Linked DNA regions of Sus scrofa: regions 1, 2 and 3 are each linked to region 4. A link is a contact called in public Hi-C and promoter capture Hi-C data. All regions are on one chromosome and are shown on one strand. The core of a region is the stretch at or near the end of the contact, and the rest is flanking DNA. Distances in the headings are between cores, read along the strand shown.

Evidence for each region. Promoter capture Hi-C pulls out the DNA fragments that hold promoters and counts their contacts. A called contact is a pair of places that touch in the nucleus more often than the background predicts.
Region 1: a Hi-C map of liver shows a contact between it and region 4, with 5 times the contacts expected there. The contact joins the promoter of GABPB2 here to the promoter of TARS2 in region 4. A contact is called at or near these places in 1 of 5 promoter capture datasets (liver), 1 of 47 Hi-C or Micro-C datasets (liver) and 1 of 2 datasets of contacts at active chromatin or transcription factors (alveolar macrophages).
Region 2: a contact with region 4 is called in a Hi-C map of liver, with 5 times the contacts expected there. The contact joins the promoter of ARNT here to the promoter of TARS2 in region 4. A contact is called at or near these places in 3 of 5 promoter capture datasets (fetal liver, fetal skeletal muscle and liver) and 3 of 47 Hi-C or Micro-C datasets (embryonic fibroblasts, epiblast stem cells and liver).
Region 3: a promoter capture Hi-C map of liver shows a contact between it and region 4, with 4 times the contacts expected there. The contact joins the promoter of MINDY1 here to the promoter of TARS2 in region 4. A contact is called at or near these places in 1 of 5 promoter capture datasets (liver) and 1 of 2 datasets of contacts at active chromatin or transcription factors (alveolar macrophages).

Annotation. Positions count from the first base shown.
Region 1 is chr4:98,161,818-98,166,430 of Sscrofa11.1, reverse strand. GABPB2 (GA-binding protein subunit beta-2) reads left to right here and starts at 2,476. Exons shown (of 9, transcript XM_005663482.3): 1 at 2,476-2,823. It overlaps MLLT11 (myeloid/lymphoid or mixed-lineage leukemia; translocated to, 11), which reads left to right. Exons shown (of 2, transcript NM_001244607.1): 2 at 1-441.
Region 2 is chr4:98,331,120-98,335,416 of Sscrofa11.1, reverse strand. ARNT (aryl hydrocarbon receptor nuclear translocator) reads right to left here and starts at 1,958. Exons shown (of 22, transcript NM_001315687.1): 1 at 1,798-1,958. The coding sequence starts at 1,822.
Region 3 is chr4:98,216,525-98,220,714 of Sscrofa11.1, reverse strand. MINDY1 (ubiquitin carboxyl-terminal hydrolase MINDY-1) reads right to left here and starts at 2,099. Exons shown (of 10, transcript XM_001929665.7): 1 at 1,373-2,099. PRUNE1 (protein prune homolog) reads left to right here and starts at 1,853. Exons shown (of 9, transcript XM_013997183.2): 1 at 1,853-1,982; 2 at 3,696-3,766.
Region 4 is chr4:98,633,351-98,637,920 of Sscrofa11.1, reverse strand. TARS2 (threonine--tRNA ligase, mitochondrial) reads left to right here and starts at 2,603. Exons shown (of 18, transcript XM_003355197.4): 1 at 2,603-2,741; 2 at 3,068-3,264; 3 at 3,574-3,697. The coding sequence starts at 2,676.

The sequences.
Region 1 (4,613 bases), core at 1,227-3,726, 470 kb after region 4:
CATGGGAGATGACAATAGAGGAAAGCAATGAATCACTTCAGAAATACTTACCGCTCTCAAAAGGGTTACAATATATATGCTTCTTCAAGCCTACTCACTTTACAATTTTGCTGCTGTGGGCTGAAAATTCTAGCTGAGGAAAATCACTGGGATTTCATATCTTAAAATGCAATCTTGCTGACTGTTGTGATACTGTGTGGGGTTTTATTCAGTTTCTAAATGGCACAGGGTTTGGTCCTTAGTATTTTAGTTTTGCTCTCTGGCATTTGCAGTGTAGAATAGTGATCAATGGGCCTCAGGCATAGTTCTTCAGCCACCTTGAGACCAATAAAATGAACAATCACACTCTGACCCTACACCTTGTTCCCACTCCTTCCAAAATTACTTCTGGTGATTTGTGTTGCCATTTAATCACTTCTTTAATAAAGACATTCAATCCCAGGACTGGACTCTTAGTTCTCTCTCCACAAGGGAAGCAGTACAGAGCGCCCACGTTCAGCTTATACATAATATCTAATATTAACTTTGAGGAAGAAGGATTTGAGTAGCCTTTATACATTAAAATGATGAACTTTATGTTGAACAGATAGGTGACAAGAAAAAGGGTGAAATCAACTTAAAATTATTATTATTTTTCTTAAGACCACACCAGCAGCATAAGGAAGTTTTCAGGCTGGGGGTCGAATTGGAGCTGCCGGCCTATACCACAGCCACAGAAACACTGGATCCAAGCCACATCCTCCACAACGCTGCAGCTCAGAACAATGGATCTTTAGCCCACTGAGCTAGGCCAGGGATTGAACCCACATCCTCATGAATACTAGTCCCCTGCTGAGCCACAGGGCAACTCCAACTCAAAATTATTTAAAGTGTTTTGGGAGAAAGCTGTAACCAGCCACTCTTGTGCTTGCCCAATAACGAAGTATTTGAGGTAATAATGCTAGATGCCTCAGGAGGTACCTGTGGCATTAAGTCTGCCGTTCATCATCTCAGCCTAGGTGCCTACAAAAAGAAACAAATTAACCCAAATATGTTATATGCTTATTTATAACTTGCCTCATTTAAAAAATAAACAATTTGGGGGAGTTCCCGTCGTGGCGCAGTGGTTAACGAATCCGACCAGGAACCATGAGGTTGCGGGTTCGGTCCCTGCCCTTGCTCAGTGGGTTAACGATCCGGCGGCGTTGCCGTGAGCTGTGGTGTAGGTTGCAGACGCGGCTCGGATCCCGCGTTGCTGTGGCTCTGGCGTAGGCCGGTGGCTACAGCTCCGATTCAACCCCTAGCCTGGGAACCTCCATATGCCGCAGGAGCGGCCCAAGAAATAGAAAAAAATAAATTAAAAAAAATAAAAAATAAAAAATGATAAAAAATAAACAATTTGTACTGATTTACAAATAGCTAATGGGTACCTACTATATGAGGCACTGAGCCAGACAACCTAAGGATGTAAACATGAATGAGATAAGATTTTGACCTTCAAATAAAAAGGGAAGCCGTAAATACCAGTTGGGACATTATGCCCTAAGTCCTTTAAAGAACAAGAGGAGGGAGTTCCCGTCGTGGCGCAGTGGTTAACGGATCCGACTAGGTACCATGAGGTTGCGGGTTCGGTCCCTGCTCTTGCTCAGTGGGTAGACGATCCGGCGTTGCTGTGAGCTTGTGGTGTAGGTTGCAGACGCGGCTCGGGTCCCGCGTTGCTGTGGCTCTGGCGTAGGCCGGTGGCTGCAGCTCCGATTCAACCCCTAGCCTGGGAACCTCCATATGCCGCGGGAGCGGCCCAAGAAATAGCAAAAAAAAAAAAAAAAAAAAAAAAAACCAAAAAAACAAGAGGATCTAGAGAAATCCAGAAAAGAGGGGAACCATGTAAATCTTCCCCATAGGGTTTGAAAGGCCCATCATCAACGACAAAAGCCAAAATCGAATACAAAATGGAGCAGTGATCTGTCCTTTTCTATGTCTACCTATTTTTGAAGGTCTTCTTTCCCAACTTGTCGCTGTCCTTCAGCTTACGGCGAAAGGTGGGTGCAGACAGGAATCAACTGTTTGGTAAACAAAGTGGCTAACTGGATTTGCAAACTCCCGTTCCATCCCCTTTCAGCACCTCCAACCCCCTCAAACAAGACTCCGATATCTGTTTCATTGAGTTGACAGCTCGGCTCTAGGCTCTTTACCTCTAGGCTGTAATTAGAAATGTGTCCGTCGGGCACCAGAGCTCAATTCACGCACAAATCCAGGCAACGTCCCAAACATCTTCGCCCGAGGTTGAGACAGAGAAACAGTTTCCTCTTCAACCTTAAACTGGCCCCTAAACTGGTTGCTTCTAGCTAAATGCAAACCCAAGGCAGAGATCAGTTTCTCTCAGTGGTTCGCCGGGATTCTTGGCGCCAAAACAAACCATCAGGTCCGTCCCCTACCGGAACTATATGACACGTAAGACGCGTAATCGACAATCCTCCGCCTCGCTAAATAGTCCCGTCTGAGATAACATAGATACGCACTACTTCACCTCAAAAGACTTTCGGAGAATAGAAAATGAGCCTCAGGGGTGCATCACCCTTCTGTTCGAGTGCAAATGTGGATTTTCTAACCACATTCTCTTCACAGATTCTTCCGCCAGAAATTATATTCGCCGTCTTCACTTCCGGGTCCGCCATTTTGCAGCCTCCATTTCTCCACGAGGGGGGGTTAAAGGCCCCCAAAATATGTATATATGAAAAGGCCAAAAAGTAACCATCATTGACAGGGAGCTTTAACTAGAGAAGGAAACAGGACCAAACTGGCGGGCTCGGCGAAAGCACAGCCGGCAGCGTCCCGGACGAGGAGGTAAGGAGGGAGGAGAGATGTCTGGGCTCTGGGGGGCGTCAGGGCTGGAAGGAAGACTGCCTTGAGAAGTTGCACCGCCTCCTAGCCCAGCCCCGGACCTCTGGGTGCAGACAGAGCGGCGCCCCTTCACTGGAACGGGGTTAGCTGGGGGAAGGGGACGAAGAGGAAGGGGATGCTGCCGGGAGGAAGGGGAGGGGACTAGGAGGAGGTGAAGAAGGGGGTGGGTGTAAGACCTGGGGCTGGGGAGCCGGACCGAGGGAAGGCAAGGCCACAGAGGTGACCACTAGGGGGCAGCGCGGAGCCCGATCCGGGGGTGGCCCTCTAGGCTGAGACCTTGGCTCCCTGCCACAAGTTGACTCTTCCAGAAAGACTGAACATTGCTGAGGCGCTGGGGGAGTTGTGATAGATGAGAAAACGGAGATTCTAATTCTCTGACCCGAGTGTTAGCCTTAAGATTATTAGTGAGCTCAGTAAACTGAGAAATAGCAGCAAGGGCCCCGCCTCCAGTTCTTGCAGGGTTGTTTGTACAGCTGGCGGCCCAGTGGGGACGTGTGCAATAGAAAAAGGAAAAAAGGTTGGCAAATCATGAGTTCTTCGATTTCATTTCTCCTTGCCATTAGCTTTCTCCTATTCTCACAGATTTTTTTTCCTTATTTTTTAGTTTATTGAAGTCTTGTTGCTTATAATATTGTGATAATCTCATAGATTTCCTTGAGTGAGCAGACATCATCCCATTCCTCTCCCTCTTACCAGAAGGACTTTTCTCTCTCAACTCTTTTTGTTTTTAATTTTTAAAATCAAAATGTCATGCGGAAGTTCCCTGGCCAGGGATCGAAGCCACACCACAGCAATGACCCAAGCTGCTGCAGTGACAACGGGGGATCCTTAACCCTCTGTGCCAGAAATATATTCTTTTTCGTGTTATTTTCCGTTATGGTTTATCAGAGGAAATTGATTACAGTTCCCTGTGCTACAGGGTAGGATCCTGCTATTTATCCATTCTGTATATATTAGTCTGCATCTGCTAATCCCAAACTCTCAGTCCTTCTCTCTCCCATCCCTTAGCCCCCTTGGAATCCGCAATTCTGTTCTCTATGTCTGTGAGTCTGTTTTTGTTTTATAAATACGTTTTTTGCTTTTTGGGTTCCCCCCACCCCCTAGCACTCATGGCATGCAATAGTTCCCCAGCTAGGGATCAAACCTGCACTGGCCTGTGCCAAAGCTGCAGCAACACCAGATACTTAAGCTACTGCATCACCAGGGAACTTCTGTAGTTCCTGTTGATTTGTGTCGTATTTTAGATTCTACATACTTGGTAGCATATGGTACTTGTCTTTATCTTTCTGACTTAATTCACCAAGTATGATGATCTCCATCCATTTTGCTGCAAATGGCATTATTTCTGCAAATGGCATCTTTTGGATGACTGAGTAATATTCCATTGTGTGTGTGTGTGCGCTACATTGTTATCCATTCATTTGTTGACGGACATTTAGTTTGTTTCCATGTCTTGGGTTTTGGAAATAGTGCTGCTGTGAACATGCTGGTGCAAACATCTTTTCAAAATTTTTTTTCTTTGGCCACATCTGCAGCTTATGGAAGTTCCTGGGCCAGGGATTGAATCTGAGCTGCAGCTGTGACCTATGCCAAAGTTGCAGCAACACTGGATCCATAACCCACTGCACCACAGCAGGAACTCTCTATCTTTCTGAATTATGGTTTTTTCTGGGTATATGCCCAGGAGTGAGATTGCTGGATCATATAGCAACTCTATTAGTTTTTTTTAGAAA
Region 2 (4,297 bases), core at 709-3,208, 300 kb after region 4:
ATGCACTTTCTAACTTAATTATCATGTGTTGAACTTGGAATCAATAACTTGGAAGAGATAGGAGAATTCTCCAACATCAAAAAAGAAATCTAAAAGTTGCAGAAAGCAGGCTGCCAAAGGGCAATAAACAAAGTAACTGTTTCATCATTAGCAAAGATTCTATACAAATAAATGCTATTTTTTGCTTACAGATTTAAGTTGATATCGATCAGCTAATAAAAATGTGGTCAAGAAATTGTCATTCTGGTAACTGTTGTTTAAAAAACAAAACAAAATAAAGCAACCCCACCCACACTGCTAGAAAAAAAACTTCTGACATATGCACTAAACTTGTTTACCCAGGCCACCTCTTAACAGGAGAAATGCTTTGCGACTTGACTAGGGTTATGTAAGTATTTTGCAATGTGTTATCAGTTTAAAATCTTGTTTATTTACTCCCTAGTTAACAGGTTATTTTACTCCAAGGTCAGGTTTGCCATAATCATCGCATCTTTTCAATTTTATTCCATCACTCAGCACTTTCTGCAATGGAATTTTAGCCATTAATTTTATCTCCTTTTCCTCTAAAAAATTAACAAGATTTAAAAATATGATATTGACCATGTGGACAAATGTTAACTTCCTTTTAAATAGCTTCTGTTCCCAGAAACATGGTAGGAAAGACAGTAAATTTCACAGTGATTCAACTGTAATAGCAAAACCTGGTATTGCAAAATAATACTCCCTTTCAGAGACACGGAAAAAAATTTAAATTTCAACAAGGGAATGGCAGTGAATCCCTCCCACTAAGGTACTTCCAAATTATTCATCCCCACCTCTGGCTTCTTTTTTAAGGCTATTAAAGACAGGGATTTCTGGAAAATGGCCAAGGTCAGCAAGGTAAACTGGGATCCCTAAAATGAAATACTTCCCAGGGAGAAATAACTGTAACATAGTGGAAAGAGGACTGGGACTAGGAATGTGAAGACCTGATCTGTCTAGACATGCTGCACTACACGCCACTCCATCTCTTAGACATGACTGACTAGATTTTTTCGAAATGTTCAAGCTCTCCTTTTAGAAGAGATATTCATTGAGATATAGCATAAATTGAACTTTTCTTAAAGAATGGGAACTGCTTCGACCCACATCTAACAAATTAAACTTGGGTCCTGGATGCTTGCTGTTGGCAAGATTCATCCTGAAACTCAAGCATTACACAAACCTCCGCCTTCAGACACTAGAGGCATCTTTAATACACAAATGTAAGTTTCAAAGGACAGCCCCCGGGGCGAGGGGTAGGGGCACAGCTTTTTTATTTTTCAAGAGAAATTGAGTATAATTCAAGGCTTTATAACCTAAACGTTTGGAAGCACACCTCAGCTAAACAACAACGTGGTCCAGTGCTTAAGAGTCCAAACCACTTTTAAAGTAAAAAGAGCCACTCTGCCCACAGTTACTCGGCATCAAGCAGGTCCACAGTGGGCAGAGGGTTGAAAGAGGACCACACCACACAGCAGAACGCCGCCACAAGAGTGGAGGCGGGCCAGCCCCGCGCCAAGAGCCGCTCCAACAGAACTCGGGGCAAGGATTCCCCAACTCTCACCCGCCTGCTCCCTCCCTCCACTTCGGGTCTCCCCAGTGCCCCAGGGTCGGGCCCCTCCCCCAGGTCACTCCCTTCCCCCACTGTCCCCTAACCGCCTACGCGCGTCCCAGCGCTCTCACCCCAACTACGGCCCCTCAGCCCTGGGTCTCCCCAGCTGCCAACCCCTTCAGCCCCTCCTTCTTTAGAGGCACACCAGTCCTCCGTCTCCTCACCGGGGTTAGCAGTAGTCGCCGCCATGGCCGCAGATGCCACCGCCGCTGTACCACCCCCCCAGTGGGAGGAGCCGCCGCCACCGAACCGGGGGGAGGGGGAGGGGAGAGCCACTCCCCAGACGCGGCGCCGTAATGCCGCCACCGCTACCGCGGAATCCAAGATGGCGGCTGCAGCAACCCCCACCGTCCCCAACCCCTACGGCGGAGAGACCCCGCCCAGGAGGCGTGGTCACCCCCAAGGCCCGCCTCCTCTGGAAAACTGGCCAATGGAAATGCCAAATCGACCGGAGGCGGGCTGGCCACTGAGCCGCCAGCGGGTCCGGAGGAGGAGAGAGGGCAAGGAAGAAGTCCAGCTGTCTCTTTAATCCCGCCTCTAGTGCGTTAGAGGTCAGAGATCCAGTGACGTCAGTGAAAAACAATTTTACTAAAAAGCTTCGCTGGGTGGTGGATTCGCCTGGCTGGCCACTCTGCAGACAATTTTTTTTGTAGATCTTCTTCAGGTGCTCATATGTTTAAACTTCACTTAGTGATTTGCAATCCTTCCTAGTTTTTTCCTATTTCAAGGACCTTTGTACCTGCTGAAAAAAGTTAGATAAGTGAGTTTTGAATGCTTTTTATGGAACTGGTGGTGTTCGAGTATCTGGGCGCTTGTGGTGTGGTAGGGGAGATATCGGCAGCCAAAACAAGAGGCAATGTATAAAGAAAATATTTTGATTAAGAGTGGGATAACTTCCTCTGATCAATGAAAGGGACATGGTGACGGGTTTTTAGCAGAGAACTGATAAGATGAATATTGCACAAATTTATTTTCAAAAAATAGGAAGCATTGAGCACTTCGGGCCAGACACTGTCCAAACCGTTTTATAGTATTTCATTTAATCCTCATAACAACATTGTGAGGTAGATTCTGTTATTTTTTCCGTTTTGCAGATAAGGAAACAGAAGCAAAGAGGTTAAACTATGGACACCCAGCTGGTAAGTAGCGGTGGAGGCAAACTGAAGAAGTCTGACTCTGGGAATATTTTCCCTTCATCCCCTTTGTGTAGCACTGCAACATACTGCCGTTTCACATATCTTTCACAAATTGTCTATTAGAAATTTAATTCTAATTTTAACAGAAATCCCATTACACTCTTGAGCATCTTTGAATTCTTGTATGTATCCTACAAAGATTACATAGATCCACTTTTCTCAGTTAACAGTATAGTTTAACTCAGCCAAGGTATTTTAACATATTTTGAATATTATTGTTACATTTGTTAAAATTAAAATTTTCTTTGCTATCAGTTTGTTGTGTTGTATTTCCAGTTCACCAAAAAGAGAAAAATCACTCACTCAAAAGAAATGCATTGATGAAAAAAGTACCTTGAAGTGTAACCAGTAGCAGTGAAAATTTACAAGGAGATAGAGCTTAATTCTCCTCCTTTTTTTTTTTTTTTTTTTGTCTTTTTGGGGCCACACCCTTGGCATATGTAAGTTCCCAGGCTAGGGGTTGAATCAAGAGCTGCAGCTGCCGGCCTACATCACAGCCACAGCAATGCAGGATCCAAGGCGTGTCTGCAGCCTATACCACAGCTCACAGCAACGATGGATCTTTAACCCAACAAGCAAGGCAAGGGATTGAACCCACATCCTCATGAATACCAGTTGGGTTCCTTAACCACTGAGCCACAATAGGAACTCCCTAATTTTCCTCCTTTGATTGTGAATTTGGCTTAGGAGTTTGCTTTTAAGGAATAGGATATGGAAAGGGGAAAATAGTAATGTTACAGTGAAGAAAACTGACAGATACCATCTTTCCCAAATAATCAAGGTTAACTTCGCCAATAGTAAGTTATATTAAAACTATGTATTGAGGACTAAATAAATATCTGCACATCCTAAAAGTTGATTGTTATATTTTATTCGGTGGACAGAACTCCAAAGCCCTGGAGGCAGCATCTCAAGTAACCCTGAGAAAATTGCTCTGAGGAGGCTGGGAGGAGCTAGGACATAGAGGAGTTTTGCAACAAAGAGCAAGTAGTAGGAACTATCTACCTACCTAGTATAAACAAAAGATTACTGTTAATAACAGAAAACTAGATATCTGAAATTAAGGAATTTAGAGCTTTTCTGTGTATGGGAAGATACAAAGGTCTGGGCTCACTGAAATCATTCCTTTGATATAGGGCCAGTTTCACATCCTAATTTTCCTCAGAGTTCACTGGCTCATCCTTGGAGGTGGCTGCAATTGCTAATGACTGTGAAATCCTTTGCTTACTGATATGGCAGTCAGTATTTTGTTTCACATACCCCTGACATGATGCGATGAGAAGGGCACCTCACTTCTGTTGTGTTCTTCCACCAAATCTATAGCCTCAGCCTAAACATGGGAGGACATCAGACAAACCCAAACTGAGGTATGGTCTGCAAAAATACCTGATCTGTATTCTTTAAAATTGCCAAGATCATGAAAAGAAAATGAACAAAGAGAAAAACTGTCATAGTTTGGAGGACATGA
Region 3 (4,190 bases), core at 850-3,349, 420 kb after region 4:
AACTCCATCTGGGTCATTTTAGATGTCAGCCCTTGGACCTGTTTAACCTGCTCTTTACCAGCACTAAGCATAGACATTTCATTAACACCATGGATAGTAAATGATAAAAGGCCACAAAGCCCTGCCCCCTGGAAAATATCTCCCTGCAACTTCCTTGCTCCCCTTTCCCCCTTGATTGGGTGAGAAAAAGGGAGAAATTAAACTTGCTAGAAATCTTTTCTCTTGCTTCCTCCTAACCTGAGACTATGCTTCCTCTTGCAATCCCTTGCAATCTGGCAGGAATTTAGGGCTAGGGTAAAGCCTGGGAAGTGAAGCTGAAGAATATAAAAGTCACCAAAATAAGCCTAGTCACCCAAATTGATCATCCTCCTGATTCAAATATAATTTATGCTATCTGCATCTCATTTACATGTTGTTAATTTAGAAGAATCAGAGTATAGCAAAAATTGCCTGCAGGCCTGACACTTTTTTTTTTCTCTCTCTGTCTTCTTTTTCCTCCTTTCCCAAATGACACTTAGGATGAGCCTGGGAAGCAGAAACAAGAGCCTGGGAACACTTTTTTTAAAGCTTAGAGAAAAACAGGGAAGAAAAGAAAAGATCAATAATTAAGTGGGGGCTGGGCAGCTAGCTGGCCAGACAGGTAAACCAAAAGAACCCAGGAGCTGGACACCGGAGGAAGCTGGGTCTCAGAGAAACTGGGCAAAGTTGGATGGGCTAAGTCTTCAGAATAGAGGCAGGAAGCGTGATGGAGAATTTCTCCTCTTCAAGGTACCTGCCTGGTGCTCCTTCAGAGCAGGAGAGAATGAGGGAGCACAGGTACTCAAACAAATCAGGATTTCTCTTTCTTTTTCCTCTTAAATCCAACACATTTTCTCCAGCTGGAATTATCCTCTGGTGGTGAGTGAGAGGTAAAGCAGCCCAGACCCACCCCTAGCCAGCGGCAGTAAGTAGCCAAAAGTTGGAAGAAGCATATACAACTGGTACCCAGCTTCCACAAGACGCCCCCCACCCGCACTCCCTAGGAACTTTACTCTCCCCTCAAGTGCTTTACTGTCCCCCTCTAATCTCTTTCTCGCTCTGATGCAAATCGTCACAGAACTAATGGTTTAGAAGTTCTCCTCAGAGTTAAGTCAACGACGGTGCCTTGTCTACGTGCTAGCAAGGGAGAGGGGGAAGGTGTCATTAAAAGGAAGAAATACAGGGACCCAAGCAGCGTCTTTTACATATTCCTTCTGCCTGAACGCCTCTCAAAATCTAAACGTGTAGAGACCCAACGTGGAAGAACAGTCAGTGTCACCTCCCCAGGGCTAAAGAGGAAACAGAGGACTGGGGATTAGGAGAAGAGGTGAAGGAAATGGTTCAAAGTTTTTACCTTAAAGAAGTGGGTGCTGTTCCAGGACACAGAAGGAGGGTGCAGCTCTGGCAATACGATGGGGCAGGTGGGTGCAGTGAGGGGCGCCACCACACTCCCAGCTGCCTTCCAGCTGTCAAAGCCAGAGCTCGCACAGGTTTACACGGGTTTGTGCGCAGCAGTCTTGGCCGGATGGTGGCCACTTCCGGACTCACGCCCACGGCCGGCCGGGGGCACTGGAAGAGGGTGGAGACCGGCAGGAGTGCAGCCCAGGTACTCCCAGGTCGCTCAGAGCGTCTCCAGGATTTCTGAGTCGCCGAGTCTAGGGCGTGCGCTCCAGGCCCAGTCTAGCGAGCTGGTTTTCAAAGGAAGTTTGTGGGTTTTCTTTTTTCTTCTTTCTCTCTCTCTCTCTCTCTCTTTCCCGTCGGGACAAAGAAAAATCAGTCAAGGACAAGCTTCTGGGAGGAGGAGGAGCCAGGCCAGCACTGGAGGATTTCCATTAGGGCTTTCTGACCTGGTCAGCAGCTTGGTGATCAGCAGTGAGAGAGAGAGAAACAGGAGAGAAAAACAACAGACCCTTTCTCCTCCCTCCGCCTGCCGCTGGAAGGGACGGAGCGCTTGTGCCTCTCTGGTGAGAAGAGGGAAAAGCAAGGGCCCTTGCTGAGTGGGGAGGAGGAGCAGGGCCGGACAGCAGCAGCTTGTTGGATCTGGGCTTTCTCTCTAGGTACAAAAGTCCTTTGCTCTGGATCCACAGAGGCAGGCCAGACAGCGTGATATTAGCATAATTACTCATTTAAAGTGAAAAATCCTTATCCTTTCAAAATCCTTACTATATCTCTTTTTTGTTTGTTTTTTGTTTTTTAGGGCCGCACCTGCGGCACATGGAAGTTCCCAGGCTGGGATCTAATCAGATCAGCAACAAAGGATCTGAGCTGCATCTGCCACCTACACCACAGCCTACGGCAATGCCAGGATCCTTAACCCACGGAGCAAGGCCAGGGATCGAACCCGCAACCTCATGGTCCCTAGTCGGATTCGTTTCCGCCGCACCGCAACAGAAACTCCCTCACTTTTTTTTTTTATAGTTAATAATGATTTTTATTTTTTCCATTATAGCTGATTTACAGTGTTCTGTCAATTTTCTGCTGCACAGCAAGGTGACCCAGTAACACATACACGTATTTGCTCACTTTTTTAGTCTAGAAACCAGTTGGGCTATGCCCCTGGTAGTGCAGAGAGGGTGTGTAAGAAGCCCCAGGCTCTGGGAAGAGTGAAGCAGGGAGAAAACTAGCTGAGCAAGCAGGAGCTTCAATATCCCTCTGCTCCGGTCCTTGTTCCCACCACAGGCCTCAGCTTCTCATCTATCACCTCCTCTCAATTCCGAGCTTGGGGAGCAGGAAAAACTGGTGTGAGGTTGGTGGTAGGAAACAAAGGGATTCATTAATAAATGAGGGAACATTTGATGAAAAGAGTACATTTATCACGGAGTTCCCATTGTGGCACAGTGGTTAACGAATCCGACTAGGAATCATGAGGTTGCGGGTTCGATCCCTGGCCTTGATCAGTGGGTTAAGCTGTGGTGTAGGTCACAGACAAGGCTCAGATCCCATGTTGCTGTGGCTCTGGCGTAGGCCGGCGACTACAGCTCCGATTAGACCCCTAGCCTGGGAACTTCCATATGCCACAGGAAGCGGCCCTAGAAAAGGCAAAAAGACAAAAAAAAAAAAAAAAAAGCACATTTTCTGCAGTATTCTGCACTACCCTGGGGCTGGAAGGTGGTAGTTAAATGTGGTTGGAACCCAACTCTACATTCTGAAAGGTTCCCCCAAGCTCTACTTACATGGCTGCTCCAGGATGAAACTTCAAACAACTCTGAAGGCTGCAGGGGCATTTGGAACAATTAGGGAGGCAGGTGAGCAGAAACCCAAGTTACAACAGTCCGGAAAAAGAAAGAGAATTTGCTGACGCTATAGAAAAAAAGAGGCTATAGAGTTGTAATGGCAGCAACTGGAGTTGGCAAGAGGCTGTAGGAATTAAGAAGAGAGGCCAAAGATTATTACGATGTTTTCATATTCCAATATTTTTATAACATGGATAATCACAAAATTGTGATTGCAATGGGACCGTTTGTTAAAGTAGAGAATTCGAGAAAGTTGAAAAGCCGTTTTTGCCCAGTGTGATTTAAAATGTCAACCAGATGGTCAGTGTAATATATAGATAGAAAGATGCTATACTTAATCTGACTCAAGAGGGAAAATTCAGATGCCACAAAGTTTATGTGACGCATTTACACTTGTGTGTCAAATAAGCGATCTCAGAAAATTCTCCTTCCCTCAATTCTTAGGGCCGTTTTGGAGTTTTGGGACTACATTTCCCAGGACGCCTTGCACCACCACCACCCGCTTCGCGCTTCCCGTGAGTCTCTGGGCGCAGAACTCGGCTTCTGTCTCTGGGGGCGGGGCGACGTCGGATTCCGTGGGCGCCCGCTTACGCACTTCCTCCTGGGGTCCCGGCCGAATGGCTTTATGGCGGGTTCGAGTCCCGCCTCCTGACTCTCGCCTCAAGCCCCTGAGTCCGGGGCGGGGCGCATTTACTGGTTAACCTCTCCGCGGAGAGGGGCGGCGGCACACCTTGGGCTTCACCATGGAAGACTACCTGCAGGGTTGTCGAGCCGCTCTGCAGGTAACGGACCCCTGTCTGTGATCGTAGGGAATGGAGCCTGGGGTCCAGGAAGGACGAAGATGTGGGATCTGGGAAGTCCCGAGGGTCTGTGTGGAGGGAACGCGGAATCGTGTGGTGGGAGCTTGGGATCTGATCAGGCTTGGGCCCTTTGGAGTGA
Region 4 (4,570 bases), core at 1,354-3,853:
AGGCCCCAAAGGCTCCAAGCAGTATGCCTTGGAGAGAAAAAGGGAGATGTGCTACCAAATAAGAGGCATCATCATTATCCTGGTCCCAGAGAGACAACATAGCATGGCATAAAACAGGCCTTGGATTCAGACGGACTGGGGCTTGACTTCTCTGAGGGTCATTTGCAATATTTTAAAGGGAGTTTTAAGAAGAGCTACTGCTTGTTGGAGTTCTAGGAGTTAAATGAGATAGTGAAGCACGAGTCTTGGCACACAGTAGTTGTTCAGTGATATTCTGGTGGAAGGTAAGAGTAGTTTTAGGAATAGATACTTCCCAGGAAGGCTAATGGGTTAAAATTCTGAGGCTGAGACATGCTATTCACAAATCAGAAGTTGTGAAGAACCAGTGATTAATTAATGAGTTGGCCTTAGCTAGCTTGCTCTTGCCTGCTTGCTTGCTGGCTTGCTTGCCACACAGAGAGGAATGGAATAACATTCCTTCTCTCCACTGCAAAATAGGTTACATAGGTGATGATGCAGTGGTTGATTGATTGGCATCCCCTGATCACCCAGGGGATTGCACACAGTAAGCAGTCACTACATGTTTAAGGGATGAGTGCAGGGAGCTCCCATAACAGTGTAATCTACTTATTCCACCATACCTCTACTATCCTTACAAAGTAGAATGATTAAAAGCATGTATGTCAGTATATGTATCCTTTGGAGTTTCAAGTCAATACAGTGATTGGTACATTTTTAATTTAATAACTTTATTGAGCATCTACCATTTTGTTGCCTGCAGTGTAACAGCTCCCCTGTCCCTTTTGGTGCAGAGCCATGGGAAAAGTTCTGCCTGTTGTCACATTTTCTGAATGCCATTTAAAAATTCTACCTACCTTCTCCCAAACACACACACACAGGTAAACTTCCTCCTCCACACTCTTGTCTATTTCTTTTTGTATTTCAGGGTGTCTAACATGCCAGAATATGGAGCCAAGATGCAGAGTGGTGCCTGTGACTAAGATCAACAGCTGCCTCCCGCAGAACAGAACCTCTGGAAACTTAGATTAAACATCTTTCTCTGAAAGCTCTTCCTCCACAATCCTTGATTCCATCACCATTGGAAACATGAGAACCAACCATCCCCACCCCCAGGTGAGGGGACTAATGGGAATTACCAAGAACCTCACAGCTGTCCCCAAGTGCATTTCCCTCAAACTTTACTACAAATCTGGTCATTTTTCTTTTCTTTTTCTTTCTTTCTTTCCTTCTCCTTTAATTTATGGCCACATTCATGGCATATGGAAGTTCCCAGGCTAGGGATTGAATCCCAGCCACAGCTGTGACTTATGCCACGTCAGTGGCAATGGCGGATCCTTAATCCACTGCTCTGGCAGGGGATGGAACCCGAGTCTTTGCAGCCACCTGAGGTGGCTACAGTTGGATTCCTACCTCGCTGTGCCACAGCAGGAACTCCTGTGTTTCATTTTTCACTGTGTAAAACAAATCAAATATATCTAGTCTTATGTTCTAGATATAGGGAGAGGGGAGAGAAGGGATAAAGGAAGTTGAGAGCTTGGATGGGAATGAGAGGCAAAGGTCCTGTGTAGAAAGCAGAGAGCTAAGATTCTAGGGTCAGGAACTTTTTTTCTTAAGTGGTGGGGGAATTATATTGGGGATAAAATTCTTACTAGAGAGAGTCTGGTGTGGTAGAAGAATAGAAGACTTGGATTGAGAATCCAGCGTCAGTGCTTACTGTTTGATCTTAAATCACTTACCTTCTCTGATCTTAAATTCCTCATGTGTACGGTCTAAGAGGTCTCAGAGGTCCTTCTTTAAGCACCGAGTATGAAGGGACTCCAAGGAGTGCCCTCTGCTTTTGTTTTGCTCCAGCCTTAAAGTCTTTGTTTTGCTCCAGCCTCAAAGCTGTTATATGTTGTATTCATTTTTTCTCATGGATTGTTGCTATTGTTGCCGATTACTGTGGACCATGCAGTATATTAGACGATTTACATAAAATTAACCTCAACAGTTAAGGGTTTTTTGTTTGTTTGTTTTGTTTGTTTTGGCTGCACACGGAGGCATGTGGAAGTTACCAGACCAGGGATCCAACCCGGGCCACTGCCGGATCCTTAACTCGTTAAGCCACATGAGAACTACCAGAATGATATTATTATTCTCATTTTACAGATGAGAAAATTGAAGTTTAAAAGGAATTAATTTACCCCAAATTACGCAGTGATCCAGGATTTATACCAGGTCTGTCTCATTCCAGATTTATGCTCTTACCTGTTTCCTTCACTTCACATCCCGGTGAAGCCTGTGTAAAAGAAAACTTAGAGTTAAAAGGAAATAACAACCCCTTCTGGTCCGTTTTTCTCCCACTCTCTAAGTTTCCCTGCTTCTGTCCTTAAAGCCGCAGCATATCTTACTGCTACTTTGGTCTGAAACTCTGCAGGTACTGGAATTCCCTGTGTGCATCAGCTTAGGTCTTCCGGTCACCCGGAACCACCCACACCGCTGCTTGTGCTGTGTGGGGTATACCGCTTCGGAGTTCCTGGAGGTGGGGCCAGACTGGAGTGACAGCTATAACAACCAATAGGCATGGGTATTGTTGGGCCAGCAGCCAATGAAGAATCCGACAAAAGAGAAGGAGCGATCATTTATTTGAGGCTGTGTGACGGGTCTGAAGGAACATGGGGCTGTATCGGAGGTGGCGGCGACTTCGGCTCCCAGGGTTACAAGCCTGCGGGCTGCACACGGTGCGTGAGGTACCCAAAAGTTCCGAAACACATCGGACCTAGCGCAGCTGAAGCCCAAAGTATAGGCTCTCAACCCCATCTGACACCCCCTACTCCCGCCCTACGTTCGGGACCCGGCTACCGTAGCCCTTAGGTACGCCATCTTTTTCCTAGGGTAGCCGTCTGGGGAATGTAGCACTCCCAGCCTAGGGCCTTATACCTCCCATTCTTTTTTTAAAGACTGGGATTTAAGATCATGGCCACTTAAATGTTCTCACTTCCCACTACCCCCAAGCTCAATAAGGAATTTTGGGACCTGTGTTACCTCCTAACATCTTTTCCTCCAGGCAGCTGTGCCCACTCCTCCACACTGGTTGGTAGAGCGGCTTGGCTTTTTTGAGGAGCTATGGACCGCCCAGGTAAAGAAGTTAGCAAGCATGGCGCAGAAGGAACACCGGGCTATTAAGGTATCGCTTCCTGGAGGCAGGAAAGTGGATGCTGTGGCATGGAACACAACCCCTTACCAACTAGCTCAGCAGATCAGGTACCAGGCCTTCTATACCTACCGGGTAAACCTACCTCTGTACTTTGTTTACTTGAGCAGGGAAAGAACTCTGCATGTTTATTCCATCCCCATCAAGATAGCCTTTCCTGCATATTCCTTTTTATCTGCATTAGTTTTATGGTCTCTGACCTTTCTCTATTATGCATTGAGGGGAAAAAAAAAGAAAAGATTCCAGTGTTCTGGTAATACATTTCCCCTTCGCAAGTTTAGAGTTGCTAAGGATTAGTTCCTGTCTTCCTCTGTAGCTTGTAACCTTGTCTTTTTTTATCCTCACCCCCACTGTTGAAGTTCAAAACTGGCAGATACTGCAGTAGCTGCTGTAGTGAATGGAGAACCTTATGATCTGGAACGGCCCTTGGAAAAAGATTCTGACCTCAGATTTCTGACATTCGATTCTGCAGAGGGGAAAGCAGTACGTTTCTTCCTTATTGGGATATAGGGGCTGCTAAGAGATGTTTAAGTGGGAATTTCTAGCATTTTTTTTTTTTTGCCTCAGTTTCTCCATTTTCAGTTGAGAGGGAGGCCTACCATGGACTGCTTATCTTTTTTGATTTTTTTTTTTTTTTTTTTTTTTTGTCTTTTTAGGGCTGCGCTGGAGGCATATGGTGGTTCCCAGGCTAGGGGTCAAATCGGAGCTGTAGCAGCCAGCCTACGCCACAGCCACAGCAACACTGGATCTGAGCTGCACCTGCGACCTACATCACAGCTCATGGCAAACCAGATCCTTAACCCGCTGAGCAAGGCCAAGGATTGAACCCGTGTCCTCATGGATACTAGTTGGGTTTGTTAACCACTGAGCCATGACGGGAACTCCATATTGCTTGTCTTGACTCCTGGCTAAGCTGGAAACCTAGGATGAAAGTTTTTAGTTAGCCTGGGTCTGTTAAGCAGTGATTATTTGTGTTAGTGAAAGGGAGAGGTGTTATGTTGAATACAGAATGATAATATGCCAATTTAGCCCAACTCTTGAGACAAGCATTGTAAGTTGTCATCTTGTAGCATATATTGAGTTCTTTTTTAAATTTTTGTTTTATACTGGAGCAGGGTTGATTTAAAGTGTTGTGTTTCAGGTATACAGTAGAGTGATTCAGTTATGCATGTACAAATATCAATTCTTTTTCAGATTCTTTTCCCATATAGGTTATTACAGAATATTGAGTTCCCTGTGCTATACAGTAGGTCCTTGTTATGCATATATTTAGTTTTAATGTGGCTTCCACAAATGAGCACACTACCTGGCCTCCTTTCCTTGTTCATGTCAGCTTGGAGGGCATGAAGACTGACA